Linked DNA regions of Mus musculus: all the other regions are linked to region 1. Evidence: chromatin contacts called from public HiChIP or PLAC-seq and Micro-C data. All regions are on one chromosome and are shown on one strand. The core of a region is the stretch at or near the end of the contact, and the rest is flanking DNA. Distances in the headings are between cores, read along the strand shown.

The links. A called contact is a pair of places that touch in the nucleus more often than the background predicts. HiChIP or PLAC-seq counts read pairs in DNA pulled down with a chosen protein or histone mark.
Region 2: a Micro-C map of embryonic stem cells shows a contact between it and region 1, with 2.4 times the contacts expected there. The contact joins the promoter of Pdzd8 here to the promoter of Hspa12a in region 1.
Region 3: a contact with region 1 is called in an H3K4me3 HiChIP or PLAC-seq map of forebrain, with 4 times the contacts expected there. The contact joins the promoter of Slc18a2 here to the promoter of Hspa12a in region 1. A contact is called at or near these places in 2 of 115 datasets of contacts at active chromatin or transcription factors (embryonic hindbrain and forebrain).
Region 4: an H3K4me3 HiChIP or PLAC-seq map of embryonic forebrain shows a contact between it and region 1, with 2.9 times the contacts expected there. The contact joins the enhancer-like site here to the promoter of Hspa12a in region 1. A contact is called at or near these places in 6 of 39 promoter capture datasets (cranial neural crest, embryonic stem cells, hippocampal neurons and 3 more), 13 of 115 datasets of contacts at active chromatin or transcription factors (bone marrow-derived macrophages, craniofacial prominence, embryonic basal ganglia and 9 more) and 1 of 9 other capture datasets (adipose tissue).
Region 5: a contact with region 1 is called in an H3K4me3 HiChIP or PLAC-seq map of embryonic stem cells, with 13 read pairs. The contact joins the promoter of Vax1 here to the promoter of Hspa12a in region 1. A contact is called at or near these places in 2 of 39 promoter capture datasets (both in embryonic stem cells), 2 of 484 Hi-C or Micro-C datasets (both in embryonic stem cells), 8 of 115 datasets of contacts at active chromatin or transcription factors (bone marrow-derived macrophages, embryonic forebrain, embryonic stem cells and 3 more) and 2 of 9 other capture datasets (embryonic stem cells and liver).

What each region holds. Positions count from the first base shown.
Region 1 is chr19:58,858,497-58,864,100 of GRCm38.p6, forward strand. Hspa12a (heat shock protein 12A) reads right to left here and starts at 2,488. Exons shown (of 12, transcript NM_175199.3): 1 at 2,351-2,488. The coding sequence starts at 2,393. Gm52393 (a long non-coding RNA gene) reads left to right here. Exons shown (of 2, transcript XR_003952907.1): 2 at 1,423-3,081.
Region 2 is chr19:59,342,361-59,347,964 of GRCm38.p6, forward strand. It overlaps Pdzd8 (PDZ domain containing 8), which reads right to left and starts at 3,420. Exons shown (of 5, transcript NM_001033222.3): 1 at 2,359-3,420. The coding sequence starts at 3,227.
Region 3 is chr19:59,257,714-59,263,317 of GRCm38.p6, forward strand. It overlaps Slc18a2 (solute carrier family 18 (vesicular monoamine), member 2), which reads left to right and starts at 3,165. Exons shown (of 16, transcript NM_172523.3): 1 at 3,165-3,305; 2 at 3,608-3,740; 3 at 5,227-5,578. The coding sequence starts at 3,620.
Region 4 is chr19:59,190,739-59,196,342 of GRCm38.p6, forward strand. No RefSeq gene overlaps it. Among named protein-coding and RNA genes, the nearest start is that of 4930442E04Rik, 22 kb to the left of the region's middle. Within about 2 kb of position 3,528, at least 18 of the 459 cell types and tissues checked have an H3K27ac peak or open chromatin away from gene starts, as enhancers often do. A contact at or near this core is called in embryonic forebrain, where this site is marked.
Region 5 is chr19:59,167,765-59,173,368 of GRCm38.p6, forward strand. Vax1 (ventral anterior homeobox 1) reads right to left here and starts at 2,633. Exons shown (of 3, transcript NM_009501.3): 1 at 2,025-2,633; 2 at 707-894. The coding sequence starts at 2,265. 4930442E04Rik (RIKEN cDNA 4930442E04 gene) reads left to right here and starts at 4,017. Exons shown (of 2, transcript NR_167767.1): 1 at 4,017-4,481; 2 at 5,595-5,604.

The DNA of each region.
Region 1 (5,604 bases), core at 1,238-3,737:
ACAATGAGTTGCCAGGCACACTTGCCCTTCGGGTGACTAGGCTCCAGATGTTTTCCATACCAAGGTGCCTTGAACTCCTTGGAATCTAAAAACACCCTACAAGAAACCCAGGTGAGCAATGATATGTTTCCCATGATAGGTGTGAATCTGTCCCAGCTCTGTGTGTTTGTGTGTATGTATTTTTGCTTGTGTGTATGTATGTGTGTATGCATGTGTGTATGTGTGTGCTTTATGTGTGTATGTGTGTGTCTGTGTGTATGTATATGTTTATTGGTGTATATGAGTATGTATATGTGTGTGTGCATGTGTGTATGTGTATATGTATTGTTTGAGTGTGTGCATGCATATATGAGTGTATGTGTGTGTAGTGTGTATGTGTATATATGTGTTTGTGTGTATGTATGTGTGTTTGTTGGTATATATGTGTATGAGTGTGTATATGTGTGTGCATGTGTGTATATGTATATATGTATATGAGTGTGTACATGTGTATATATGTGTGTATGTGTGTGAGTGTGTGCATGTGTGTGAGTGTGTGCATGTATGTGTGTGTGTGTGTGTGTGTGTGTGTGTGTGTATGTATAGGATAGGATAGAAGCAGCAAGGTGACTTCACAAGACAAATCAGGGCTGGGGAGTGGGTGCATATCCCTGCCTCCAATTCTGACTTGACAGATCTTATACCCAACCTTGCATTTGGTATAACCACCCACTCATTATCTCAGCATGATAGACAGGAAACTGGATCAGTTACTCTCAAGCTTAAAGCAATTGTGACACCTCTCACCATCATCTTAAATGTTGGGATTTTTTTTTTCCAATGTAAAGAAGAAAGGTGAGGAAAATGAGTCGATCAATTGCTTAGTGATGCTCAGACAAAGCAACTGCCAGCACCTGACGTCTGTGGCCTGTGTCCACAGGCTAGTGAAGGTCAAGACAGGAGACACGGTCAGGGTGCCTGTTTGAGTTACACCGCCTGGACTGGGGTTGTGCCTCTCCCCTTCTGTGAGTTCCCAGCCCCCACCCTGCACTCCTTAGCCACTGCAGTGCTTGAAGGCTGGGGAGGAACCTCCCAGATCCGCAGGAACAATGGGCTGGGGAGGGGGCAGGTGCAGCTAGGAGAGCAACAGAAGAGGGGGCTGTATCCAACCCACACCAGGGCAGAGAAAACAATTGCCAATGTCAACCAGCTGCATGGCTGCTGGCCTCAGTTTCCCGGCTTTGGGTCTCTGTAAAGCACAGAGCTCTCCTCCGCAACCTGGATTTCGCCTTAAGTCCGGGCATGCTACTGTCATCCTTGCACAGCAGCTTGCTTAGAGCTCCTGGGAAGCTGGCTCGGGTATCCACTCTAGCCAAGGCCCTGTTAGGTCAGGGACACGCGCAGCGCCTCCCGCAATCAACTTTCCCCACTTGAGATGCACAGGAAGAAGACTGGAATCCTGACCAGCCCATCCCCTGTGCGGGCGGCGAAGCCTTGATTTACAACTCTGGCTGGGAAAGCATTTCATTCTCTTCCCGGATCCCCAGTCACTCCCTCCCTCACCATCTAAGCGGCAACCATGCTCCCAAAGACCTGCTCTACCATAAAGGTAAGAAGCGAGGTTTCAGTACTCTGCATGGGACACCCCAAACCCGCTCGCTCCCTGCCACACACACACACACACACACACACACACACACACACACGCCTCTGACAAGTACTGAACAGCCCAGTCTCTGTAATCCCCCCCCCACCACCACCACCACCAATCCAGAGAATCCTGGAGGATGAGAGGAGAGCGGTGGGACACCCTTTGGCCTGCAGCTGCTGCCGCCACTCCGGCTCCTATGTCCGGAGGGATGGGCTGGCAAGAGAGGATAGTTTTAAATCTGATTTCTCCAAGGATCTTACCTCCTGCCTCACTGAGTCACTGAAAGGAGCCGTTGAGGACCCGGGGCCACCTGGCGGCCGGCCATCTACCAGGTCAGCAGTAGCATCCCCAGCACTGTGCTCAGGCGATGGACAGGAGGGGCGGTTCTCTTGGGAATGATAACCGGCCCTGACCAAGGAGCCAGCCCGTGATGGAAACAACTAGGGTTCCCCAGCTGAGGATTTAGTCCTGGTTGCAGAGTCCACACCCCGGCACAAACCTACCACGTGACTGAAGGGCGGCCTCCCACCCAGTGGGCCTGAAGTCCTGTCCAGAAGCTCTGTGATCCTGCCAGGGAGGCAAGACCGAACCAAGGAGCCCACTTTTCTAACGCCCTCGACTGGGCTGCCAGGTGCGATATACAGCACACCTCATCCCTTCCAGCCCTTCAGCCCATCACAGCCACGGCAATCAGCCACCGGCCCCTTGCCCCGCACTCACCTCGGGGCCCGGCGTCTCCACCGCCAGCTTCCTTGTCCGCCATGGTCCTGCAGCCTCAGCCCGGGAAAGGAGCCTCCGGTGCTAAATCTTAGGCTCCCGAGCTAGGTCTGAGCCTCTGGACAGCGGGAGCACCACTCTGACGCTGCCGCCGCAGCCCGGGCTCCTCCCCACGCTCCTCCCGGGCCCGCCCCACGGAGCCAAGGCCCTGGAGAAGGAGGGAGTTGGCTCCTCCCACAAGCTCTGAAACCGCTGGTCGCCGCCCAGCCGAGGCCACACCCCGTGCTGTCATTAGCGCACCAGGACTCAGCTTGGGCGGTGGAGGGTCATAGCTGAGCAGGGGTCTCTGCAGCTGATCCAACCCGGCGGACACAGAAGCGCACAAGGTCGGATTTCAAGCTCTGGAGTTCCCGCCAGACCCTTCAGCAAGCACTGCACACTCAGCATTCCATGCGAAGCACACTCCAGTCCACATCAATGGCCTCTGCTCCTAGGTCCCAGAGGAGCACACCAAAGCAAGCACTGGAGACCCTGGTGCAGCCGGGAGCCAGGCCACAACTTGTGCAGGGCTGAGGCCCAGCACCCCCACCAACTTTTCCTCTTCAGGGTGCCTACAGGACTGCAAAGCAACTCTTGACCCACGGAGGTACTTGTCGCAGAGACTGTGTTGCCCTTCCATATACGGGATGCATCCCTGGCCCCATTAAAATAGGACATTAATAATTCAAAACTTCCATGGTTGACTGAATCACTGGTCTTTGCCCTCTGGCTGGCGCCTGCTCTCTCTCTCTCTCTCTCTCTCTCTCTCTCTCTCTCTCTCTCTCTCTCACACACACACACACACACACACACACACACACACACACACACACACACACACCTGCGCCTCTGGCACCTGCTAAGGCCTGGCTAAACAGATGATTCTGGGTGCTCTGCTCTTTGGTACATGCAGGGGTAAAGATCTCATTAACATAGTCCCTACGTCTTCCCCACCCCACCCCCAAGGTGGGTCTGACACTAAATGCTGACGTTCACATATCCTTATCTCATAGCTGTCAGTTTCTGCATTTAAGAAAACTTGGCATGGGAGGTTTAAATTATGATTTCAACATCACACAAGAGCAAATGGCTGGCTGGAATCTCATCCCAGTGGCAAGCACCATCCTCACTTCGTCATCATCTCCGTACTTAGGGGAGGCCTCCACAAGCAGCCTATGGGTGGTGGGATGACCTGAGGTCTGCTACCAAAGCCTACAGAGGAGAGTGATAAACAGGCTGGGGTTGTAACTCAGGGGAGGACTCCCACCCCGTGCTCACAAACTGTCTTCTGCCTGCACTAGGATAGCTAAACGCAGTCTCTGGCTGTATGTGGGCCTCTCTGAGCCTCCTTGTCCTCTTCTGAGAAACAGGTTCTCAAGACTAAAAACAATTACGTGGCATGATGCCTAGCTTGGAAACTAGGGTACAGCGGTTTTAAAAGCAGGAGCTACTAGATGCCAGGCCAGTTGTTCAGGGTGTTGGCAGTACCTGGAAGCCACTCCTAGAGTGTAGAAAACATGTGTCGATGAAGCCAATTCTCCTAATCAAGACTGCTTTCTAACAGTGACAGTACCCCACCCACCAACACACACACTATCTCAGAGGCAGATCCAAGAGTTAAGGTCCCACAGCAAGGCCCCAAAGGCCAGGAGCAGGAGGCACCCAAATCAGAGAGGACTCGGGTTGGAAGTAGTTGATCAGGGCAACAGCTGACGCTCCTGAGCTCAGCTGAGCTTCAGATAGAGAAGAGAAGGGTTCTCCCTGGCCCTTCCTCCACCCACTGCTACCTTCTGGTTCTGCTCACACCTTCTAATTAAGGGAAAGCAGCTAGGCTTGGGTGTGCCATAATATGAAAAGGCAGGAATAACCACTGCACTGTCCACTAGTGTCCTGGAGACATGTGCCTGGACCTGGATACAGAGTTGGCTGTTCAGCTGCTTCTGCTAGGAGTTAGTGTTCATTCCTAAGAAAAAGCCCTGAGTTTGAATATTTGTTTTTTGTTTTGTTGAGATGAGGTTTTGCTATGTAACCCAGGCTGGACTTAGACTTTCTATCCTTCTGCTTTAACCTACAAGTGATGTTATTACAGGCATGTGCCACTCACTGTTCTCTGCCAAACTCCAATCCCTTAGTGCAACATTCAATACTTTAACACTCTTTTCTCTCTCTCTCTCTCTCTCTCTCTCTCTCTCTCTCTCTCTCTCTCTGTGTGTGTGTGTGTGTGTGTGTGTGTGTGTGTGTGTGTGTGTGTGCTTACACGTATGTACATGTATTTACACAGTCCAAGTGTCTATAGAGGCCAGAGGTATATCAAGTTCCCTTTGTAGTAGAGTTGCAGAAGCCTGTGAGCTGTTGACATGGGTGCTAGGAACTGAACTCGGGTCCTCTGGAAGAGCAGCAGCAAACACTCTTAACCACTGAGACACTGCTCCAGACTACATTCAGTACTTTAGATACTAGGGACCGGCTGTCATCTTCGCCTAAGCTCTCTGGCAAGAAAGGGCCATCACCAACTGCCTCTGTTTCCATGGTATTTAAATCTTTTGTATTCTCTATCAGCTGCCCACTGTGGGCAGCACCATTCCCTAGGCAGGGAGACCTGAACTGTGTGAGCATGGAGGCATCAAGTTGAGCATAAGCAAGCAGGGGCACAAGCACACATGCACTCATTTCTGTCTGCCTTCCATTGGTCACATGAAGTGACCAGCAGTCTCGAGTTCTAAGCACCTTGATTTTTCCACAATAATGGGTTATGAGCTAAATGTGTGAGCTGAAATAAATCCCTTCTTCCTGAGTTGCCTTTTGTTTTATTATGGCAACTGAAATGAAACTCTCACAATGTTCAAATGCTTCTATTTACTGCTTCACCCTCTCTGCTTTGCCTCAGCAACTCTGCATTTCTCCCAGGACTGGACCTTCCTTCCAACTGCAGGGATGTTCACCTCCACACCCAGGACTGGACTTTCCTTCAAGACTCCAGAGCTAATGAACATCTCTGAGGGTGGCTCCTAGTCTCTCACATGACTAAAATCCAGCCCTCCTGTCCTCCCCTCTCTCCTGGGGAGCCAGATGGCACCACCCACCAGAGTCTAAGCCATACACCTGGGCATCCACCAACATTCATCCTTCAGTGTCTGTCCAAGTTCAGCATCTGCAGGTCAAGTGTGGATCAGTGGCTTCTGGTGCTTGTTCTTCATCCTCTGTGCCACCATCCAGCT
Region 2 (5,604 bases), core at 2,170-4,669, 480 kb after region 1:
ACAGTTCACTCAGAGTTCTAGGTTAATTTGGACTGTTATAATACTTTGAAAAAAAAAAAAACCATTTAAGAACCAGAAAAAGTTGGGGATGGAAGCACTGTGGTGAAGCTCAGTATTCGGACTGTTTCATCCCCAGTACCATGGGTCACAGTGATGTCAACAATTATCAGGATCAAAGAAGACAACCTCTCCCATTTCCTAGTCTTTTCTGCTTTAGGAACATTTTATATATATATGTGTGTGTGTGTATATATATATATATATACACTAATAATCAAGATAATTAAATGTAGTCATTCTAATGTACTTAAGAGACTTCATTCTGGATTTGGGGTTAAAGGTTTGGGTTGTGTAAAATGTTATTTTTAATTCTAAAAGCTTAAGAAACTTTTTTTGTGTAGTTTTCTTCATCCAATCAGAATAATTTATAAGTTTTTTGCAAACAGGAAAGCAAAAAATTTAAACCAATAAGCATTAACTGGTGGATAATTCCCAGTCCAAAAATAAAAAAGTGAAGTTGAAATAAATTCCTTTAGTTACAAAAAATTAAAAAGGTAGCCTCAATTTTTCACCACTTGACTGCTTGTATGACTTAAGGAGGTTATTTAACTACCATGTGCTTCATTCCTTCAACAATAAAACGGGATTAATACTAGCTACTTTCTCTCTGTGAGAATGATGATATGTCTGAGAGAAGCTATAAAATCCATTCTCTTACCTGAAGTCAGGCCCACACTGTCACTAGTGTAGCAAACCTCTGGAGAAGTGCTGGGCAAACAACACAAGCTATCACTTCCTCAGCCAGTGCTCCCATCCCCACATTTCTAGTTCCGTTTACCAACCCAATAGCAGCTTTCTAGTAATTTCAACCTTCCATCAACTCCACCTGGGTCTAAATGTTATTAAGTAGATAATAATCAATTCTTACTGAACTCTAAACTTTATGAAGGTGAAGGCAATATTTATTTCTGATCAGTATTGAATCCTGAGCACTGAGAAAAGTAAGGAGGATAAAACTACATATTGAGTGATGTACTCTGCAGTGGTTTCTGACTGATCAAGAGTTGTGATTATCAAACTTTGTAACAACTTTTGTTTATGACTTTCTAAGCAACACACTGCTATAAATACATCACTGCTTAAAACCTACAACTCATAATGCAGCCATGTAAAAACAGGTTTCATAAACTACATCTCCTTTACAGAACCAGAAATCCTGCATAGCATATGACCAGTTCACCATCCCCTACAAATCCATGGAAATATGTGCTCCACACAACAGTTCTCTCACCACCCAAAGTTTAAACTGTTGTTTATTCTCAATAAAACATAACTAGTGAAGTACAAGCTCCACAAAGCAAAAATCCATCCCAAATCTACACTACTCCTGCATTATATTGTGCCACAGACTTTGGGGTCTTCAATCTCCACTAAAGAGCAGTAGTAATGTAAGGCAATACTAGACTCATATTTCAGATTAAACAACAAAACCTAAAATGTTCTATGTACTGAACACAAAGTTAAAGGAGGATAGAAAGAGAAGTTGAAGATTTGGTCGTTTTAAAAGAAACAGGAGCCTTTCTACTGCACCAAGCCTTCCAAGTCCCACCTATGAAACCTCTAATCCTCCAAATACTCATTTCCCCTTCCACTTCCAATTCATCAAAAGAAAACTCATGCATTAACTAATCAGAAGTGCATCACATAAAGCCAGATACAGAGGAACTTTAAAAAACTTCAAATCACTGTCTTTAAAATATTACCCACAAGGTGACTTGGAGTATTGGGTTAAGGAACAGCCACCGGGAGTAGACACCTGAGAAGTCTGGGTCTGTTTGTGGTGAGGAGCCTACTTCCCAAGGGCAGATGACAGTTACCCCAAATTCACAGAGAAGACCACCTGGCACCGGACTCAACTCCTCCAAATCACATCCCTCTACAACAACCCGTGCCTCTGCCCGGAGAGCTGCCAAGGCCCGTGCCACACAGAAACACCCGGGATGTGAGCACGCCCTTCAGGTCTGCAATGTGCCCAGGAACAACTTTTCCACGTGGTGCAGGAGATGCTGCAAAGGCAGACACAGCCGCTGCCTTCCGGTTGCAACAACCACACACAAGTGTGTCTCAACAGACCCAGGAGAGGCACTCACTGACTGGCCAGGGACAAGGCGCTCAGGCCTCCAGCTCCCTGTGCTGCCTTGGCAGCACGGGAAGTGCCCACTACCCGCCTTTCTTTGCTTGGGGGCCTCAGTCCAGGTGGAAGCAAACTGCAGGCCAGGGTCGTGCTGGGAATCTGCCTTGGCCCTTCCCTGGCTAACCTCCCCCGGGTAGCCTCGGCTCCCCTGACCCTCCTCTCACCTGATCTTGTAACTGGGCAGGGTGTGCTTGCGCTTGATGATCTTCTTGAGCTGGTTGACGATGATGGAGGTGAGCTGGGGCATGGGCCGCCCCTCGAACTGGGAGCGCACCTCGAAGTCAATCAGCGGGTCCTCCACGAAGGAGAAGAACCAGTGGGTGAAGGGCACGCGGGTGAGGACGAAGCGCAGCCTCCCCACCACGCGAGACAGCTTCACGAACAGGTAGGCGGACTTGCCAAACACCAGGTCCACGTCGATGGCCAGGTGGAAACCGCCGTTGTACTCCACCTCCGCTTCAAAGGCCAGCTCCTCCGGGCAGGTGGCGGGCAGCGCGTCCCCGTCGGGGTCGTCGGGCTCGCCGGTGCCCGAGGCCACCACGGGCCGCACCAGCCGGATGGTCTTGATGAAGGGCACCGTGTCGCCCAGGAACACGTCGCGCAGACTCAGCCCCTCCAGCAGGCGGCCGGCCGTCTTGGTCTGCAGCAGCTCCTCGAACTCCACCTTGATCTTCTTGGTGACCCAGCGGCGGGCGAGCGCGGTGTCCCGCAGCTCCCGGAACAGGAACAGGATGGTGGCGTTGAGGAAGTAGCAGGTCTCCAGCGTCGGCGGGGCCGGGCTGTCGGGGGTCGGGGTCGAGCTGGCGCCGGCCTCGGAGGAGCAAGCAGCGAGCTCCTCGGCGCCGCCGCCATAAAGGTACTCCCTGAGGGGCAGGCCCGGCACCGGCTTAAGGTAGCGGAAGCCGTCGCCCGCGCGGGCCGCTTCGTCCGCCCGCGGCTCGGGCTGTCTGCGGTAGAGTAGCAGGAACTGTGCGAGCAGCGTGAGGAACGAGCCCAGCACGGCCGACGCCAGGATCAGGAGCAGCAGCCCCATCCCGCCGCCCCCGCCGCAACCCTCGGCCTGCTCCCGCGCTCTCCGCGCCGCCCTCCTCCTCACGCCGTCGCCCCCGCCGCCTCCATCTTGAGGACATCGGTCGCGGATGAGCGGCTCCCTGGGCCCGAACCGAGCGTCCGCAGTCCGACGCTGCCTGGCGGCGCCTTAGCCCGCCGCGGCCCCGCGCCTCCTCAGACGCTCCCCCGGGGGCGGCCCGAGCGGCGGACCGGCGGCGGGCGAGGGCGGGAACGGCGCCTCCCCACAGAGCCTGCGCTCATTGGGCGAGCGGCGCGTGACGTCAGAGCGTGCGCGCCCCCGGCGCCGGGCGCCCCGGCGCGCTTGGACGCGGGTCCTTTCCCACCTCTCGGCGCGCTTCCAGCGCCGCTCCCCCCACGCCCCTGCATTCCTGCCGCCGGCGGCGCGGCGATCCGTGCGTCCGTCGTCTCCGGAGGGCGCGAGATAACGGAAGGAGACCTGGATAAGTCGGGCTGACGGGGCCCGGCGCGGCCGTCCGTTATTCCGCGCCCATCCCCCGCGGCGGCCGTGGGTCCTGCCGGATACCTCTGTGGCGACCGCCCAGCATCCCTCAGTGTGTTGCTGCCTCCCCTGCAGGGCAGCGCCGCAGAGAGCCTGAGCACAGGCGGTTGGGACACTGCCCGAGCCGGCCAGAGGACAGACTGCATCAGGGATTGCCATCGCTAGCCCGCACAGACCGGCAGACCTGCATCCGCAGAGAATGGGCCCCGAGAAGGGACCAAGCGGAACCGCGAGAAGGGGACTAACTTTCCTACCTTGGGGATTTCAATTTAAGTGAGAAAGAAGTTTATTTGAGGTCTGGGAGGAGTGGGTGAGCTGAGTGAATTTGCCAGCATATTGGAAGGTGTCTTAGCGACTCCATTCAGATTGTTCACGCCCCCCTCCTCCCTTCTTTCCTCTCTGAGGGCATTATCCGGAGTCCATCCCTCAGGCCATTACTTTTAGTGCCTACCAATTTCACAGAATAACCCGTGGTACCCGTGGCATAGTAAAGAAATTGCTTAGGGGTCACATCGTGGGATCCTAAGTCCTTGGTTTCTACTTGGCATAATAACACGGAGGATGCTGGAGGTTTTTTTTGGGGGGGGGGGTTGTTTGTTTGTTTGTTTTTCGAGACAGGGTTTCTCTGTGTAGCCCTGGCTGTCCTGGAATTCACTGTGTAGACCATGCTGGCCTCGAACTCAGAAATCCACCTGCCTCTGCCTCCCAAGTGCTGAGATTAAAGGCGTATGCCGCCACCGCTCAGCTTAGCTTTTTGGTTTTGAAAATAAAAAATAATAAAAATTTAAAAAGCCGATCAGGGATCAGGTCCCAGTTGCTCCATAAAGGAGAGTTGGAGATGCAGAGACTGGGAAAAGTGGAAGATTTTGCAGAGGGTACCAATAGAGCCAGAAGCCTTTGTGTTCCCTGGCAACGGTGTTTCCTCTGGTGCTTTCTGACTACTCAGTTGTTACATCACAGTTTTTATCTGTCCTCACCGACACAACTTGTCTAGTCCTAGGGAGGTCAGGTATTCCGCTACTAAAACCCTCGTGGATTCAGGCTGGCTCTTGAGACATCAGTACAGGGATCCTTTCTAGTCTTGACTGGGTGATTGGAGCCTTAAACCAGAGTTCTGACCCAGCTGAGCCAAGTATAGAACTTTGGAAGCAAATTGATAATGTAATGAAATCTTATCAACCAGATTGACTGAGAAACACCTAGGGAGGCCTAAATGTGTGTCTGGGAGTGTCTTTGAGGGCATTTGCCCAAATGATTTAGGGCCTGAGGACTGGCTTAAGGAATGGATGTTTTATGGGTTCATAATATGATGATGGCATTATTGGAAGGTTGTGAAAGCAGGGAGGGAGGACCTGGCTGGAAGAAGCGGGTCAGTAGGGCAGTGTCCTTGGGGATAGGTCCCAGCCTCTTCCTACACTCTTCTGGATTTCTGTTGGTTGGGAGGGATTGAGCTTACCTCTGCTTTGCCACGCCCTCCCTGACTTGATGGATTGACACCTCTGAAACCATAAGCTAAAAATCAATCCTCCTTTTAGTTTGCTTATATCTGGTCTTTGTCACAAACTTAGAAAAATAATACAGTAGCAAAACTCAGGGCAAAGCAGAAACAAGTTTAGAATGTGTGGTAAGAAATGATACATTGAATCATTTTGTGAACTGTGAAGATAAAATCCAACATACACCTATAACAAATGAGCAGAACAGAGTCCCTGCCCTCGGGTATGCCAGGCCCAGGCAGACAGTCACACAGGTAACTAGAGATAAGAAAGACACTGCTCTAGCAGAGGCATACTGGAGATGCTACAGTAACAGAGTCTTCTAGTTCAGGGGCAGAGAGCAG
Region 3 (5,604 bases), core at 1,915-4,414, 400 kb after region 1:
TTGTCTGAGATCAGCTTTACTCAATTGAGAACATAGGGTGCTCCTTTGCCATCTTTCCTCTCAACTTTCCACTGTCTCCCCTGGATAAAATAGAGTTACTCCCCCCTCAATCTAACTTTGACAATCTTACTATCAATGTGCTCTAAGTCATAAAAGAACTATGGACATTAAACAAAAAAGGACAATCTTGGTGTCTTGTTAATCAAGACAGTGCATGTTATTTATTTAATTATTGCCATGGCTTTATTTTGTTTTGTTTTTGAGGTAGAATCTCACAAATTGGCATGGGTTGTCATTGAACTCTTGATCCTCTGTGTCAGTATCCCAAAGTCCTGGGAGTTCAGAGGTGCACCACCACACATGCCTAAATTCATATTATATACAGGCTGTCACTGATAATCAATAACCACTAATAATTATAATAACACCTTTCTGAAGGGAACTGATATGTTTACACCCTTATGGCCATAAGAATAAAAATTAAAGTTACTGCACTATTCATATATTTCAGTTCACATAATAGATGAGGAGGTAAACAAAGGAATTAAATTTCAGAAACATCAAAGTAGGATACAATTTTGTTGGGAGCTAAGCAAGACTGCTTTGAAGTTGTAAAGCATCTACTACCTTAGATTCCCTTGTTACTGTGACAAAGCACTCTCACAAAGGCAACTTAAGGCTTACCCTCACACTGTGGGGAAGTCAAGACAGACGTTGAATCAACTGTCACATGACATCCTCAGTTAAAAAAGAGCAATGGATCCAGGATCCCCAACATAGGGAATGGTGCCACCCACATTGGGTGAATATTCTCACCTCAGTTAACATAATCAAGACAATCCTTACACACATGCCAATAAGGCCAGCCTAATTTACATCTTTTATTGTGATTCCTTTTGGAGTAATTTTACATTTTCTCAAGCTTACAAAAGTAACCAGCACAGGATACAATGTAAAATGTTTAACTGCTAAAGAGAAACATGTTTGCTTTTCTAAAACCTTTTGAGTGGGTTTTGCACTTTTGTAATATTTATATTCCACTGGATACATTTAAAAATCAGCATGATAGTTTTATATATACATGCTAATATTTATAATATATCTTGAAATATTTTTATTTGTGATTACAGAAACCATTTAAGATACTGTTTTTAGAATGGATAAAACAACTTTATTTTTAAAAGGATTTACTTGGGGTTCCTTTGGCGAGAACTCAGCAGCTAAGAGCACTTGGTTCAGTTCCCAGCACCTACATGGTGGCTCACTTTCCAGGAAATCAGAGGCTATACTCCTGGCCACCTATAGTACCACAGGTGTGTGTGGCACACATATGTAGACAAAACACTCATACACAGAAAAACAAACATTTTAAATATTTAAACACAGATATGGGGATTTCAGAAGAGTTAGAAACCCCCACGTAGGTGGAGCTCTGAGGGTCTGGTGTGCTCCCTGGAGCCACATCTCTCCAGTTCACTGGGCTGGAGTTTTGTGTTGTTTCTTGTGCCTCCTCCCCCATTGTGAAGTGGCTACTAGTTATAAATACTTGAATGGGAAGATGTGGTCCCCTCTACTCATTAATGTTTCACGAGCACCCACCATGGTGCTGATTGGAGTTGGTAGCACTCAACTGGTTAAATGGATACTTGGGCTCTCCCCATGTGTTCCATACTCTGTGTTCAGACTAATTCTTTCTGCTATCCATTAGGAGGTCCAATTTTTCAGAGCCGGGAGAAGCCAAGTGAGGAAAGCCTGTATAACTCTTCAGAGCACAGTAATCTAGGAAATATCAGACTGGGGTTCCTGCGTCTGGCAAGAATGCTTACATGTCATAAATCACTGATTCTGTGGCTCAAGTCAGAGCCTTTGGGTTCGGAAACTCCAAAGCCAAGGGGCTAGGGCGCCAGCCCATGAATTCCATCTCTCCACAGCCACCTTAGTTTTCTGCCATCTGCTTTCTCCTCCTGAGTGGGTCCCTCTCCCTCCCTGTTTAATATTTAAGTTACACACATTCTGAGATATCAGAGACCCGTGTCACTGACCTACTTTTCCCATCCACACATCTTTTATCATGGGGGGAGGGTAACGGTGGGAAGCGCAGGGGGTCTCTCTCTAAAGAGAAGAGAATCAGAGAGAGCTGGGAGGAGCACACACCACAAGGCTGCTCCTAGCAGGCTCCTGCTGACAACAGGCGAGCATTAATAAAACAAGGCCAGACCCCTCTGCTGAGAGCCTGCGACAGTAACAGGGATGTTAAGTGGCTAAGAACACAGCTCTGACCCCTCTGACCCTATAGAAGGGCCTCAGAAAGCACTCCTCCGTGTGTGTGTGTGTGTGTGTGTGTGTGTGTGTGTGTGTGTGTCTACTGTCTATCACAGAAACATTCCTAATGGAAGATATTGTGCAGAGAAAGTCGGTTGCTCAGGTGTTCTGCCTCTTAACCAACTCATTCACACCCCAGACATAGTACAGAGGGCAGAAAGCTCCTTTAACAAGGCTTCATGGACACTTTGACACACACACACACACACACACACACACACACACACACACACACACACACGCTCTGTGCAGCAGAGTCAATCCCAAGCAGGATGCTCTCAACTCTGAGAGTCTTCACTCCCCCCTTCTGTTTCATCGTTGTCTCCTTTCACCTGTTTTCTTTCTCACCTGAAGGTGCCCAGAGCTTTAACCTCCCTGCTGCATTCTGACCCTGGATCAGTCTATATAGAGTGGGAAAAGGGAGTGAGGTGAGATGCAAGTGTCTGCCCTGGTTCCCAACGTTTTCCTGGGGCACACCCTACAGCCTTCATTCATGTCTTCTTGGGCCACTTTATGAACATGGCAGCTCAGAGGCCCACACAATTTCTTCTGAGCATTCTGGCCAGCCTGAGCATAGAAGAAAGCAACATTGCCTGCACACCTTGGCCTTGATTATCTTCAGGACCTTTGACTCCTTGTCCTGGGCTCCTGTGGCTGTGTTCTAGAGCCCCTGCGGCTTCCTTCTCAACTCCCCCTCCCCTCCTCCACTGCAGACGTCCCCAGAATCTGATAGGGTGGGCTCGTGACCGCAGCCCCAGCTGCGGCCCAGAGGCAGCTCTGGGTGGGCGGAGGCCAGTATCCTAGCTCCCCCCTCTCCGCCCCCTCTCAGCGCTGTCCGTGACGTCAGAGCCGGACTGGGTAAACTGAGCAGGGCTCTGGGGCGCTGGAGCATAGGAGACCTGGAGCAGCGGGGACGGACGCACGGACTGGGACCCGGGCAGTGTGGAGATATAACCCTGCAGGCAGTCGCAGGCGAGCCGAAGGTACGCGAGGTTGGGGAGGACAGAGAACCCTCGGGGATCCTCCACGGCAGCGGGCAGACTCCGGGGATCCCGGGACTCAGGGTGCGGCTGGGAAGGGCAGCGCCCCCGGGTACCCAGGTCTGGTCCCCGACGGCAATAGAGGCGTGCTCGCTCGTTGTGACTCTGAGACGCTATCCCAGTGCCTGAGGGGAGCGAGACACTCCCTGTCGTTCCCGGCTACCGCTGGTGGACGAAACTCCTTGTGCTCCGGGTGGCGCGGGACCCCTGACCGTCCCAGGCACTGATCGCACCTGCTCCCACAGCGAAGCAAAGCTATGGCCCTGAGCGATCTGGTGCTGCTGCGATGGCTGCGGGACAGCCGCCACTCGCGCAAGCTGATCCTGTTCATCGTGTTCCTCGCGCTGCTGCTAGACAACATGCTGCTCACCGTCGTAGGTACGTATGGCTCGGGAGTGCCAGCAACTAGCACTTCGTCCTTAGCACCTAGCACAGGTCCTCAGGAGCCCGTCCCTGGCACTGGGTCCCCAACACCTTGTCCTCATCATCTACAGCCCAGGTGACAGCATCCCCTGCCCAGCCCCAGGACCATGTACCTCCTCCCAGGAAGCCTGTCCTCCGCACCCCATCTCACTTTATCTGAGCAGCTCTGTCTGCCCAAAAAGTTGAAGAACGTGCTGTGTAGAGAACAAAACAAAAACCCATTCTTGAACACAAGCCCTCCTCGCCCCAACTCCTGGGAGCTGCAACTTGTGGGTTTGTTTTCCCTGGAGGTCAGGTCAGACCCTGTGACATCCGATAAGGCCCAGAAGTTGTGTTTCCTCCTGATAACTGAACTGCCTGCTTCCCTTTGTCCACTTGCACTGAGATGAAAAAGATTTCTGTCAAAATGAACCAGTGTGCTAAGCTGCTGCTGTCCCTTAGGACGTTCAGTGGCCAAACAGTTGGTAGACGGCTGAATGAGCAAGTCGCCATCTACCCCTGAGGTAAAGCACCCTACATCTAAGAGTATTTGTTCTAAGAGTATTTTTGTGATGGAACGGGGGGACTCAGGGACAGCACAAATCTCCCAAAATGACAGGTTAGACCAGATGGTTCAAAACCAGGCCTTTTAATCCTTCAAGCTGAAAGGTATTCCACATGTTCTTTTTGAAAACCAATTTTCAGTGAACAACAAAAAATATATTGGTTTTCCTCAGACCCCCAAACGTTGAGTCACTTGCCCCTCCTCACTTGCAGAGTCTGAGAGCATCTTACTGATGTCTTCAGCTCTGGAGAGTCAGCTGGGGGTCCCAGTTGTCCTTCATGTTTCTCATGTGCCCAAGCTTCTATAACATTACCACTTTGCTTTGCTGTGGTAGAAGTCTACGGGATCCTCGAGGAGTGCTGTAAAATCTGCAGGTCAACATAGAGTTGCTTGGTTGAGAACGTCCAGGTTATCATCGGCTGCGAGGGTTGGATTTTTTTTTCTCCACAGTATATAATGAAACTTAGACGTTCGTTTCCTTGCTTTATCCATTTAGAAGTCAGTTGAGCCTCTCTGACCCCTGGTCAGCACTGACTTACTTCAGTCAGTGTTTTGCCTTCTATCATATTTCTCTGAGGGAATGCTATAATGAGAAACCCTGTAAATGACAGACATCTCTGTGGCCAGTCACGTGGGCACAGCTGCTTACCTCGTGGGCATGGTGGGACCCTTGGCGTCCTCTCTCTCTCTCTCTCTCTCTCTCTCTCTCTCTCTCTCTCTCTCACACACACACACACACACACACACACACACACACACACACACAAAGCAGTGTGAAACTGTTGCAGCATGTTTCATCTTCTGGGTTTCATTTGGCTTTTCACACAACCTCACTTTTGATGGCTTTTGCCAGAGAAGATTCTGATGTGCCTCTTCTCTCCCTGCCCTTGTCCCTAGTTCCCATCATTCCCAGCTACCTGTACAGCATTAAGCACGAGAAAAATACTACGGAAATCCAGACTGCCAGGCCAGCGCTCACAGCCTCCACTTCCGAAAGCTTCCACAGCATCTTCTCTTACTATAACAACTCTACTGTGTTCACGGGGAATGCCACGGGGGGCCTCCCAGGAGGGGAGTCACCCAAGGCTACCACCACACAGCACACTGTGACCAACACGACTGTCCCTCCCGACTGCCCCAGTGAAGACAAAGACCTTCTAAATGAGAATGTGCAAGTTGGGCTGCTGTTTGCCTCCAAAGCCACTGTCCAGCTCCTCACCAACCCATTCATAGGACTTCTAACCAACAGGTAGGCTGTGTGCCTCAGATGGAGCG
Region 4 (5,604 bases), core at 2,278-4,777, 330 kb after region 1:
TCTTCTTGAAGCAAAAGCAAAAGATCTTTCTCCTCCTAGCAGTTTCTGCTCTGCTATAGGTGGCTTGCTTTGGAGGTGCTCTGAGCTGGGGTGTCCTGAGCCCCAAAGGGCTTAGGGTACCAGTTGCAATCTCAGAGAGCTGCTTTGGAACTGCTGGCTTATGAGTTTAGCTTAGGGACCATTGTGAATTTCATCAGCTTTCCACAAAAACACCATTGCAGCCTCAGGCTTTGGTCTCAGCCAGAGCGTTCTTCTGCCGCAGCCCACCCCTTTTATACCCTCGGCCAGACTCACCTGCTTTTTACCACCTGCATTGCACAACAGAAAAACCTGTAGTTTGCAGAGTCTTGGATATTGAAACCAGCAAGTCCTTCAAATCAGCAAATCAGAGCCTTTCTGTTTTCTGTGTTCTCTGGACCTCAGAAGAAAATTTAAATCAGATGAAAAGCGAGCACTTATTTTAAATCAAGATCTGTGGGGGAAATCACAGCTTTGTTTTAAACAAACATTTGTTAAGACAAAACGGAAAAAAAAAAATTCAGGGCCACAGTGACCCTTCTGCAGCTTTTGGAGATGATCCAGTGTAACCTACCACACAGACAGAAAACAGTCTGACCAAGGACTGGCAGGGTTCTTTCACAACCGGGTAGAGTCAGATCATCCAAAAATTCAAGTCCAATTTAGTTTTGCAGTTAATGAAACATTAGGCAAGTTTGTTTCCTCTTGGGAAACATTTTTGAATGACATGAAACATATACGAAGTGGTTTTAAATAACAGCAACATTCTGTGTAGGCTACAGACTAACTTGCTTAAAATTCTCTGGGTGAGCATGTAGTTTTTTAGTCATTGTTATTTCCCCTTGCATTTCTGAGTCTGTCTCCTTGAGGGCTGCAGTCGGACATGGGGATGCTGAGTTGTGCTGCACGGAGCACTCACCACCATTTAGTGCACCTTGCCATCTCTTTTAAGGTTGTCTACAGAGAAGGATGCAAGGAGGCTAGCTGTGCTAAGGCTGGCCATGCAGACCTTGCATGTTTTATAAGCTTCAGACCTCCAGTGGAGCAGCAGCCTAGCCTGGACACTTGTTGGAGGTCCACAACTTACATTTTTATTACAATAATTAATTTGAAATTTCTAATATAAAAGCATCCACTTGAAAAAAAACCAAATTCCTAGTTGTCAGACAGAAATGATGTTGTTGGTTTTTTTTTTCTTTTAATACCTGTATTTATTATTCTGAAAATCCACCCTCTGCCGTTTTTGGACTGACTTAATGGGACTTTGGCTAAAAGCTACCCCTGTATGTGAACAGCAACTGTTGAACTTGCTTTGGAGATTTGGTCAGTAATGCACATTGCTGTCATAGAAATCCTTAGTGGTTGACAGGAAAAAAAAAAAAAGCTAAACAAAGAGCCAGTTTGTGGATAAAGTTAAGGCAGAAAAGGTAATTTTTTTTTTAAGGAGAGAAACCTTAATTGGAAAAGCTAGCTGCTAAACAATAGGATGAAAGTAAAATAATTTGGATTTCAGCATCGGTTCAAATTATTACTAAAAACCTGGGAAGAATTCAAAGCAAATAGTTCCTTACAAAGAATTTCAAATGCTGAAGCAGTTGTCCTTGGTGAGCCCTCCGGTACCCAGAGGTGGCCCTTGGAAAAGCCCGGACCAGCAAATGTGAAGGGGCACAAGTCTTCGAACAATTTTGATCCCAATACTCAGTCTAAGTGGATATTCTGTCAAGATGATGAACAGCTTTGGATTTTGTCTCCCACCTCCATGATCCTGACCAGGAGTTTTTACAGCCTCCTTAGCGTACCCAGCATATGGTCTGGGGGCTCAACCCTCTAAATCCCTGCCACCCAGATACTCAAAGGATGCTTGAACCTGTGTTAATTCAGTATGTGTGTTAAAGCAGAGTTCTCCAGGAATGCACCCCCAGCATCTCCCCCCCCACACACACACATACACACACACACACACACACACACACACACACACACACACACATCTGCCTACACCAGAGTAAGATATAGGCACACAGGGAGAAATTTGTTTCTAAGAAGCCAGCGGGAAAATTGATGTCTGTGGTTCCAACCTCTCTTTTTATTTTTAAAAGGAGTCTTAGAAACATACAAATAATGTGAAATTTCTCCAAGAAAAAGTTCAAGGGAACCACGTTCAAGTAGCACCGAAAGTCTATTTGTAAAGGTTAGGACGTGCACAACTTCAGAGACTGTTTTTTCTTAAAAAAAAAAAAAAAAAAAAAAAAAGAACAAAATTTCAGTCACTTTAATACACACTTTAAGGGTGATTTATGATAACTGTAGCCTGCAGTGACTAAGGCTATACTGAATGTTCAGAGCTGAAACATTCAGTCTGTTGTATTCAGGGAAAGTTCTCTCTACAATTTTGGGGGAAAAAATTTAAAAAACGCGGAAGCAATTGTCAAATCTCTTTCACCTGTGCAATATCTTTTTTGTTGTTGTTGTTGTTGATAAATGTGTCCAATTACATGGCTAGGGTTCAGATGCCCACAAACAGTTTCATTTTTGATGGTTCGGTAGCTGTAATTCCAGGCTGCTATTTCACTGTATTGGAAGGCACGTGGTTATCTTTGCTCCTTTCTTCTTCCTCACGCTTAAACCAGCCCCCCCCCCACCCAAAAAAAAACACATCAAGAAACCAAATAATCCGGGAAAACAAGAGGCACCGTTTGTATTCTAAAGGCTGAAATCCTCGACATAAGTAAAGGGACGATTCTGACACTTGGCGGTAACCTCCCAGATTCAGGTCTTGCATCTGTGAAATGGGCTTGGGCTGGGGGCTTCACGGCAGGACGTTGTCCCCAGGTATCAACAACTCATTGTCTCCTGACTTTCGGGTGTTTGAAAGCTCTTGGGCCTTTTTGGGGGAAGCAGGTCCAAACCCTTCCCGGGCCAATTTGCCTTCTAGAAGCCACAGGGGACACACACACACACACACACACACACACACACACACACACACACGGTGCGTCTGGCATTTTGGTTTATTGCCTTTACAAAGGTTTTTGGAGGTCATCTCAGACTTAAACTAAAGAGTGGGGGCGGGGGGGGATGCAAAGTGAAAGGGGAAAGGATCGGGGGAAGGGGGCGAGAGAGGGAAGCTGCAGGGTTGACACCAAGAGAAGGAAAGAAAATAACCCAGAAAAGAATCGTGCCGCTGGAAAAACTGGGGGAGGAAAAGAGCGGAAGGTATTGCTTCGGGAGGCACCCGAGCCGCGGGGCTTATAGAGGGACTGGGCCTGAAACTCGGCCACGTCCTCCCGGCCCTGCTCCGAGTGTCCCCGGTCAGGGAAGGTAAGAGCCGACCCAGACTCATCTAGAGACGGAGCAGAGGAAGTCGCAGCCCGGGGCTCGTCCGGGCGAGTCAGGGTGGGCACATTTCTCCCGTAGTAGCATTTGCGGGGGACGGAGGAAGTAGTTGGGGGCAGGGGGCGATAGTGCCACCCGGAGCCTCGCGGAGTCCCCGGTGTTCGGCTGGAAGCTCCTGTCCCAAGTACTGCTCTGCGCTCTGCATTAGGCAGCGGCCGAGTTGGGAGCACACCCGTAGGGGCCCGCGAGGTTTTTCCTTGTCTCTTGGGCGACGACCTTCGGGAGATAGTCAAAAAGCTGGTGACCCGCGCACTGACAAGATCTCCGAGTCTCCACCTGAATCCTGATGGCCTAGGGACCTTACCTCGGCGACTGGCCCAGCCTCAGAACTCCTTCAAGCCTTTCTCTCCTAGTACAGGGACCTCAAACTCCGGAACTCCCGAGATGGAGCAAAAAGACACTACCTACGCATTCCCGCGCCAGAGGAGGGTCCCTGGGGGGGCGCTCTCCAGATCCTAGGGGCGAGGGTTACCTTCCCAGCACCTTGCGAGGGTGGGTACCAGTCTGGGCCCCATAACACCGTCACTGCTACTTGTAATTTCTTCGCTTTGCCCCTCCCTTTGGAGAAAGAGGCAGTTTTACCCAAAGGTAGCGCTGGGTGAGCCGTGGGTTTGAGAGTTAAAGAGGGTCTTCTGTCTCAGAGGAACTTCTTAGCACCAAAATATCTCCAGGCCAACATTTTTTTTTAAACCACAAATTGATTATTTTGAGATCTCTCTCTCTCTCTCTCTCTCTCTCTCTCTCTCTCTCTCTCTCTCTCTCCTCTCTCCACATTGATACACTGATGATCCTTCAGTGGTAGAGAGGGGAAGTGTTTTTTCTGGGTTAGTGTCTTCTTTGCCTCCTTTCATCCTCCAAAGTCCAAGAGCAGTCAAACGAAATGTGTTTTGTTTTGTTTTTGTTTGGTTGTTTTTTTTTTTTTCCTAACTCTTGCGATAAAATTCAATGCTCCTGTCTGGACAGTTCACATCCAAGAAGGCTTGTGTGTGTCCAGCTCTGTGTAGCCAGCTACTTGAACGCTTTCTCCGAAGATTATGGTGACAACAGGGTGACAAGAACCAGGGAACTAACAGCTCTTGAGTAGTCATTTGTACCAACCTGTACTTGGAGGTGAGACATGTATGTACACAACCTTTTCCGCTCCACTTTTAATTTTTGTCAGAGGAGGTCAGAATTGGCAGATTAAAAAAAAAGATATTATTTGCAGAGTTATGAATGTCCCCACAGAAACTATTTCTATCAGACCACTAGTTGTGACAGGGTTAGGAAACCAGTTTAAACTGTTAATCGGCCACAAAAAGGGCCTCAGATCGACGCCTTTCATTGTAAGGCTGTAAAAGCTAAGCTGTACATCGGGAAGAAATTAGACAGCGGCAAAACCATTACCTTGACTTCCCACAATAAAGACAACCTTAAGAGGGGCTATTGATGGTTTCAAATTACATCACAGCAGTTTGTGGGTTCTTCCTCCGAGCTCATGGAATACAATTTTAAAATGTGGATTCTTCAAAGAGCAGTCGCCGGCATGGTATTCACACATGGACAGGCAGCTACCCTTTGATTTTATTTATTGCAAAGTGGAGGTGAAGAGAGGAAAACAAAGACAAACAACCAGAATAAGGAGTTTAAAAAGAATCATGTCCGGTTTATATTTCCCAAGCTTTCTGTGCTCTTTCTTGCAGGGAAACTGGGGTGGGGGTGGGGGGCGGGAAGGGGACCAGAGGGAAACCCCTGTGCATGGCCCGTCCTGTCCGCCCTCTGCTTCTGAAGGTTCCAATCTGCACTCAGACTTGTGGGTTAAAGTTGGGAAAGACATTTTCCCAAACACGACTCCAGGGCCAGGGTCACACCGAAACTCCACTAGTCCTTTGGGGAGAAATCTCTCCGTTGGCCATGGTGGCCTTGTGCCTTCCACCAGCCGATTCCCCCGAAAGAGCTTGTACATTGGTAAAATTCACCGAAAGCGGGTGGCCCACCCTCCTCTTTTACTCTCAAAAGTGGTCTCTGCATTTTCAGGAGTCTCAAAAAGAGGAAGTCCCTCTCAATCGCCATCCTTAAAGTCACCTTACTGTTCTCGAAAGGCCTATAAAAAACGGGGTACCCTGCCACCTCAGTTGGCGTTTCTCTAAGTTAGTGGTGGAAACCCACACGGTGTCTGTTATTTTTATCCACTAAAGACAGCCAAGCTGA
Region 5 (5,604 bases), core at 1,383-3,882, 310 kb after region 1:
AACCCCTCAACAGTCCGGAAGGGACAAAATCTCCCTCTAATGCTCTGGGCCCTTAGCTCACAGGGTCAGCTCCAAAGCAGCATGGGACTTTATGGTAAGGAGAGGACCTAAAATGCAAAAGACACAATATACACGGTGGGCACCCAAGTCACCAGATTTGCTGCCCATCTGACTGACACGCCCTGTCATTGGCACAGGCCTCTTAGGATCCCAGAGTGGTGGTCCGGCTGGCTGTTTAAGGGGTGGGGGCCGCTAGCTTTGCACAGGCAGGTTTCTGAGAATTGGCACCGCTTTCTAATTCCTGCAGAATTGATCTAGGTGCTGAGTAAAGCTAAAAGCCCCAAAATGGGGTGTTACTGGGAATATAGCCAAGATGGTATGTATCCAAATGGGGGAAAACAGCCTTTTAAAAATCAGAAGCCATCCAAAAATTCCTAAGAGTCAAAAAGAATTCCAGAAGGACAGAATATGGGGTCCCTAGGCCAAGTCAAGGTATGCAGAAATTAGACTGGCAGATTTGTGAACGAGGAGAAGACAGTTTAATAAAGAGGAGGGAGCCTTAAGACCTTCGTCCCCATTCGTTCCGTTTCCTCCACGTCCCTGGGAGGTTTGGTCCAAAGCTAGGTAGATTGTGAGGAAAGGCAAGCTGTCATCCTGGAGAGGGGAAGAGGAAGCCTGGTGGTGTGAGCACCTGGCAGCTAGGTACCTGGGTCTCAGAGAGATTGAGCTGCCGAGCCAGCTCGGTTCTCTCCCGGCCCACCACGTATTGGCAACGCTGGAACTCCATCTCCAGCCTGTAGAGCTGCTCCGCGGTGAAGGACGTGCGAGTCCTCTTGGGCCGGTCCAGATCCAAGCCTTTGGGCAGGATGATTTCTCGGATAGACCCCTTGGCATCTAGGAAAGGGTAGACGTCAGCCACCAGAACCTCCGCCCCCGGTTTTCTCTGCCTCCTTGATCAGAGCTAGCTAGGGACAAATCTCCGGTAGGCTGCTGCCAGTGTATGGGGTGGCCGCAATCATAAAGCTGAGATTCTCTGAGTGTATGGAGGCCAAGGGGGCTAACTTCATACTATTAACTGGGAGAGTAACCAGACTGTCTCTGAAGAGTTCTCCCAGACACCGGAGGAGGAAACAAACAAACAATAAAAAACAAGAACAAAAACAAAAACAACAACAACAACAAAAAACAAACCTGAATTCCAAATAGGTAAATGCTCCTTCCGGCCTAGGGGGCCTCTGGTGTGTGATCCGAGTCCCCAGTAGCCCAAAGGGGCTCTTACTGGTAACCCCACCTCCCAGTATGGTCCCAGATTGCAGGGCAGCCTGCACTCCTGTGGTCCCCACCCTTACCCCGGGTCTCCGGCCCGCTTCAGTCCAGACAGCAGAAGGAGGAGGGACTGAATGTCGGCTTGCGGGGCCTGGCTAACAGCTAGCGGGGGCGGCGCCGGCTGAAGCTGGGCCTCAGCGCCACCAGTGCCCGGGAGGAGCGCACACCGCTCCTTGAGCGAGGACGAGCGAAGCAAAGAGGCGGCATTCGCAGACCTGCGACGCAGGTCGGCGATCTCTCTAGGCCACTGCAGCCAGGCCAGGAGCGCAGCGCCAGGGCCCTCAGCCCTACCAGCTAACTGGCTGGCTCTGGCCAGCGGCGGGAGGCTACGGGTCCTAGCCCACTGCTCCATCGGGTGCGCTCTGCCCTCCATGGCACACACGCCTGCAGGCCGGAGGACGCGCGCACGTTCCCCTGGAGGAGCTGGGTCCGAGCCCCAGCTTGGTGGCCGGTCCACAGTCACGGTCTGGATTCCTTCCCGCAACCGTGCTGCGGGGCCCCTCCGGACTGCTAGGGCCCAGAAAGAGCGCTTTGAGAGGAGCCCCAGGCACAGGTCCCCGCGACCGACCGGACCCAAGAAAGAAAAGGGCCAACAACAACTTTCTCCCAAGTCCTCGCCAGCCCTAAGCAGCGACGCGAAGCTGCGGCAGGGGAATTACCCCGAAAAGAACGCGTTCCAAAGCCCTGCCCATCCCTACCTCGGACTAGGATCCGGCGACAGTAATCTGGGTCCGCTGAGGAATTGGATTTACTTTTGTTACAATCTTCCGAAGCGCCAGACCCGGAAAAGGCGCCCTGCGGCTCCTTGAGGAAGGCGGCCGGAAGGCTCCCCTCGGCGCCCTTGATCTCCCGGCTCTCCTTGTGCGCGTTCTTCGAGACCCTGGCGGCCTCGGTGTCCGAGTGGCACCGGACGTCCATTTTGTCTGGTTTCCCGAACATAGGCAAAAAGAAAGAAAGAAAGAAAACAACAACAAAAACAAAAAAACACAGAAAAGAAGGAGGGTGGGAAAAGAAGAAGCAAAAGGGGACAAAACCCCTACAACGCAGCACCTAAGCTCGGTCGCCCGCCAGAATGAATGTCCCCGCGGGGTGGCTTCGGCGGCCGCGGAGGGTCAGCGCAGACAGGAGAGTGGCGCGCTGGTAGAGAGGCGGCGGGTCTTGTCCAGGATCCCGGTGGCGAGGCCGCCTCGTCAGCGCCCGCGTCCTTTGAGCACGTCCAGTGTCCCCAGCCTGGCGATCAGGTAGCGAACAGCGCAACTCCGAAACGCTGCGGCTCCGCCTGTTACTGAGACGGCCGAGTTGTGGTTGTCCGACACCCGGGGGGGACGCACACTCGCTGTTGCAATTGATTACGGGTAATTTCGCAGCCCCCACGTTTCAGTTACCTCACGAATACACTAAATTGTTTGGATAATATATCAGATCGTAATGGATGGTTTCTGTCCTTGTCCCCAATCAAGTAGGGGTTTAGCCAGTGAATAAACGGAAATGATTGGTCTTGCTTTCGGGAAACACAATCAAAGACCCACACTTCCAGAAAAACTTTTGACAAGATTCATCCTGAATTGCTAACACCATTAGCAGGCATTATTAACTTTCTCTTTGCCTTTGACCGTCCTGCTCACATACTGGCTAAAGGGGGGTTCCTCTAGACTCTCCAGATAGAGCCAGATGGGGGGGGGTTACCCCCTCAGTCCCTGTAGCTATAGAAAGCAGTTGCCTCTGGGTGGGGAAAGAAGGGGGGAGGAGAAAAGTTTCCCCCTAAAGTCTCTCCCCCACACTCCAAAAAAGCCAAGCTTTCTCCCCAAGCGACTCCTTAACACACCTCGACGTTGACAGCCATCTTAAACTGCCGCCCCTCTTCCTGTAGCCCCAGTTGGATTTTTTTCATGCCTGCACCTCCAGCGGCCCTGAGGCAGCCCATTCAAAGGGCAGCTTTGTACTCAGAGTGGGGGGGGGGGGGTAGAGGGAGGGAGGAATACGAGAGAGAGAGAGAGAGAGAGAGAGAGAGAGAGAGAGAGAGCAAAAAATCTCAACTGTGAGATCTGCTTCAAAAAAAAAGTTTCCCCCTAGCTATTTCATTGTCTTGCTACAATGTCTTTGAGAAAAGCAACAGCCAGTAATCCAATAACAGCATTGATTAGGCCACAATGATTCAATTCAAGCGCATGGCCTTGTGCAAGGAGCTTGCTCCAGCCCTTCTCGTCACCTTGCCGGGGCAGAAGCCCTCTCCACGCCGCTCTCCCCATTCATTCCTTTATGGGAAATGCGGAGCAAAAGGAGTGAAAGATGGCAATTATCTAATTGGACTATTAACAAACAGTCCTCTGAGTGCGGCGGTCTGGCGTGGCTCCTGGGCGGGGGAAGGGCCGTGTTCCCGGCCCTCATTCACAAAGAGTGCAGGGGCCGCGGAGGAAAGGGGGTTTTTAAAAGGGAGTGGGGGGGGGGAGGCGAGGAGAGGTGGGAGGTTTGGCTGAGAATTTTTCCACACAATTCCAAGAATGGGGCGGAGGCGGGCGGGGGAGGGGCGGGGGTCTGGGCGAGAGGGTGGGAGGCACAAAGTGAGTGGGGAGGACAGCGAGTGTGTGTGGCGGCCTCCGAGGGGCTCTGCGCCCGCCCCACAGTCCGGCTGTCACCTCCCGGCCACCACCGCGGTCCCTCGAGACTGCTGAACGTGGAGGGGGTGGGCCGAGCCGGGTAACAACGCTCCTCTCCAAGCCACCTCCGGCCGGTCTCTTAGGAGCAATCGCGTTTGGTCTGTTCCCAAGGTTTCTGTGGCACTCAGGCAGACCTTGGGGAGTTGACTTTATATGATTGGGGATACTTGGGGTGATTATGTTGAGTGATGTTCACTGAGCGGGGAGTATCCCGGGGACAGATTGAGAGCCCAAAGATATAGATCTCTGCGGGAGCTGTCCTCAGGCGGGACGCCTCTGTGAGACCCGGCCCGCAAGTGCCTAGAACTTCTACCCCACAGGAACGCAAGGAAGCGGAAAGAAGAAAAGGGTCTCTCCTTGGCGAGCTAGCCGGCCGACTGGAGAAGTGCGGTACGCCCACTGCCTTGGCCCCAACGACTACACCTGTGAAGGAGGATTCCTGAGGCTTCGGATGGGTGCCCTTGCTGAGATCCGTCGGGAGTACTGCTCCGGGTGCAGGTCCGGAATTCCAGCCCAAACACACACACACACACACACACACACACACACACACACACACACACCAGGCGGTAGGCAGAACGGAATAACCTGCGTGAAGTGTCCGGACTCCTGCTTAGCGGCAAGTGGGAGTCCCCACTCTGACTTTAAAAACCTTGAAGAATTATTGAGACCCCAACAACAGTCCAGATAGAAATCGACCATCTTAGATGGTTCAGGCCCCTAGGCCTTGGGACTCTGCAGCCTCCTAGTTACCGGGAGGACACCTACTACACGAGAAGTCAAAGGCCTGGAAGGAAGTCTTTTTAAAAAATAAAAGTGGCCAGCTCACCATTTCAGATTTCTTGGGAGCTGGCCCTGCCCCTTCATTTGAACCCTGGAGCAGCTGATTGTTTGTTTTGAGCACTCCCATATTGGGTGTCTAAATACATTTAATATTCTTAACCCCTTTCTTGGGAAGGTAACATCCCAGTTTAGAGCTAAATGAGTAGAGGACTCAGTTCTTGTCAAATTACTTTCAATTACTTGTCCAAACCTCAGATTAGTGAATACAGAATTTGAACTTCTCTCTGGCTAACCTCAGAAGTCAGTATTCCAGGTCGGCTCTGACTTAGTTCCCAGCTACTCCCTGCTTTGAGTTTCCCGGGAATCCCCAAGGGATGCAGAGTGCTCAAAGAAACACATGGCTATGACCTTAATGTTAATACTAAAACATTTTGAGTATTTGACATTTGTTTTCACTTCATGCCCAAATGACATGAGATGGATGTAGAAACATAAAATCTTGCTTCTGGCCATGCTATTTATTACTAGCCAGGAGCATTTCCTAGAAGCATCATCCTGCACCGACCTGATTTGGGGTGAACAAAATCCAGTTCTCTGTGTCTTAAAGTTGTCTGATGACTGTCTGGGATCAAAGTTCAGGATTTCACATTTCTACTGGCTGGGGGCGAATCTTTCTAACAACTTTGTTGGAAAAATTGTACCGTTTAAAGTTGGGAGACTCTTAGTTCTGAGGGCAGAGACACACCACCATTCAATGCTTATTGAATCTACAAATGCTTTCTTGAGAAAGGAAGACATTGGGACTCTCTATCTGGTTTGATGATATAGAGATTTATCA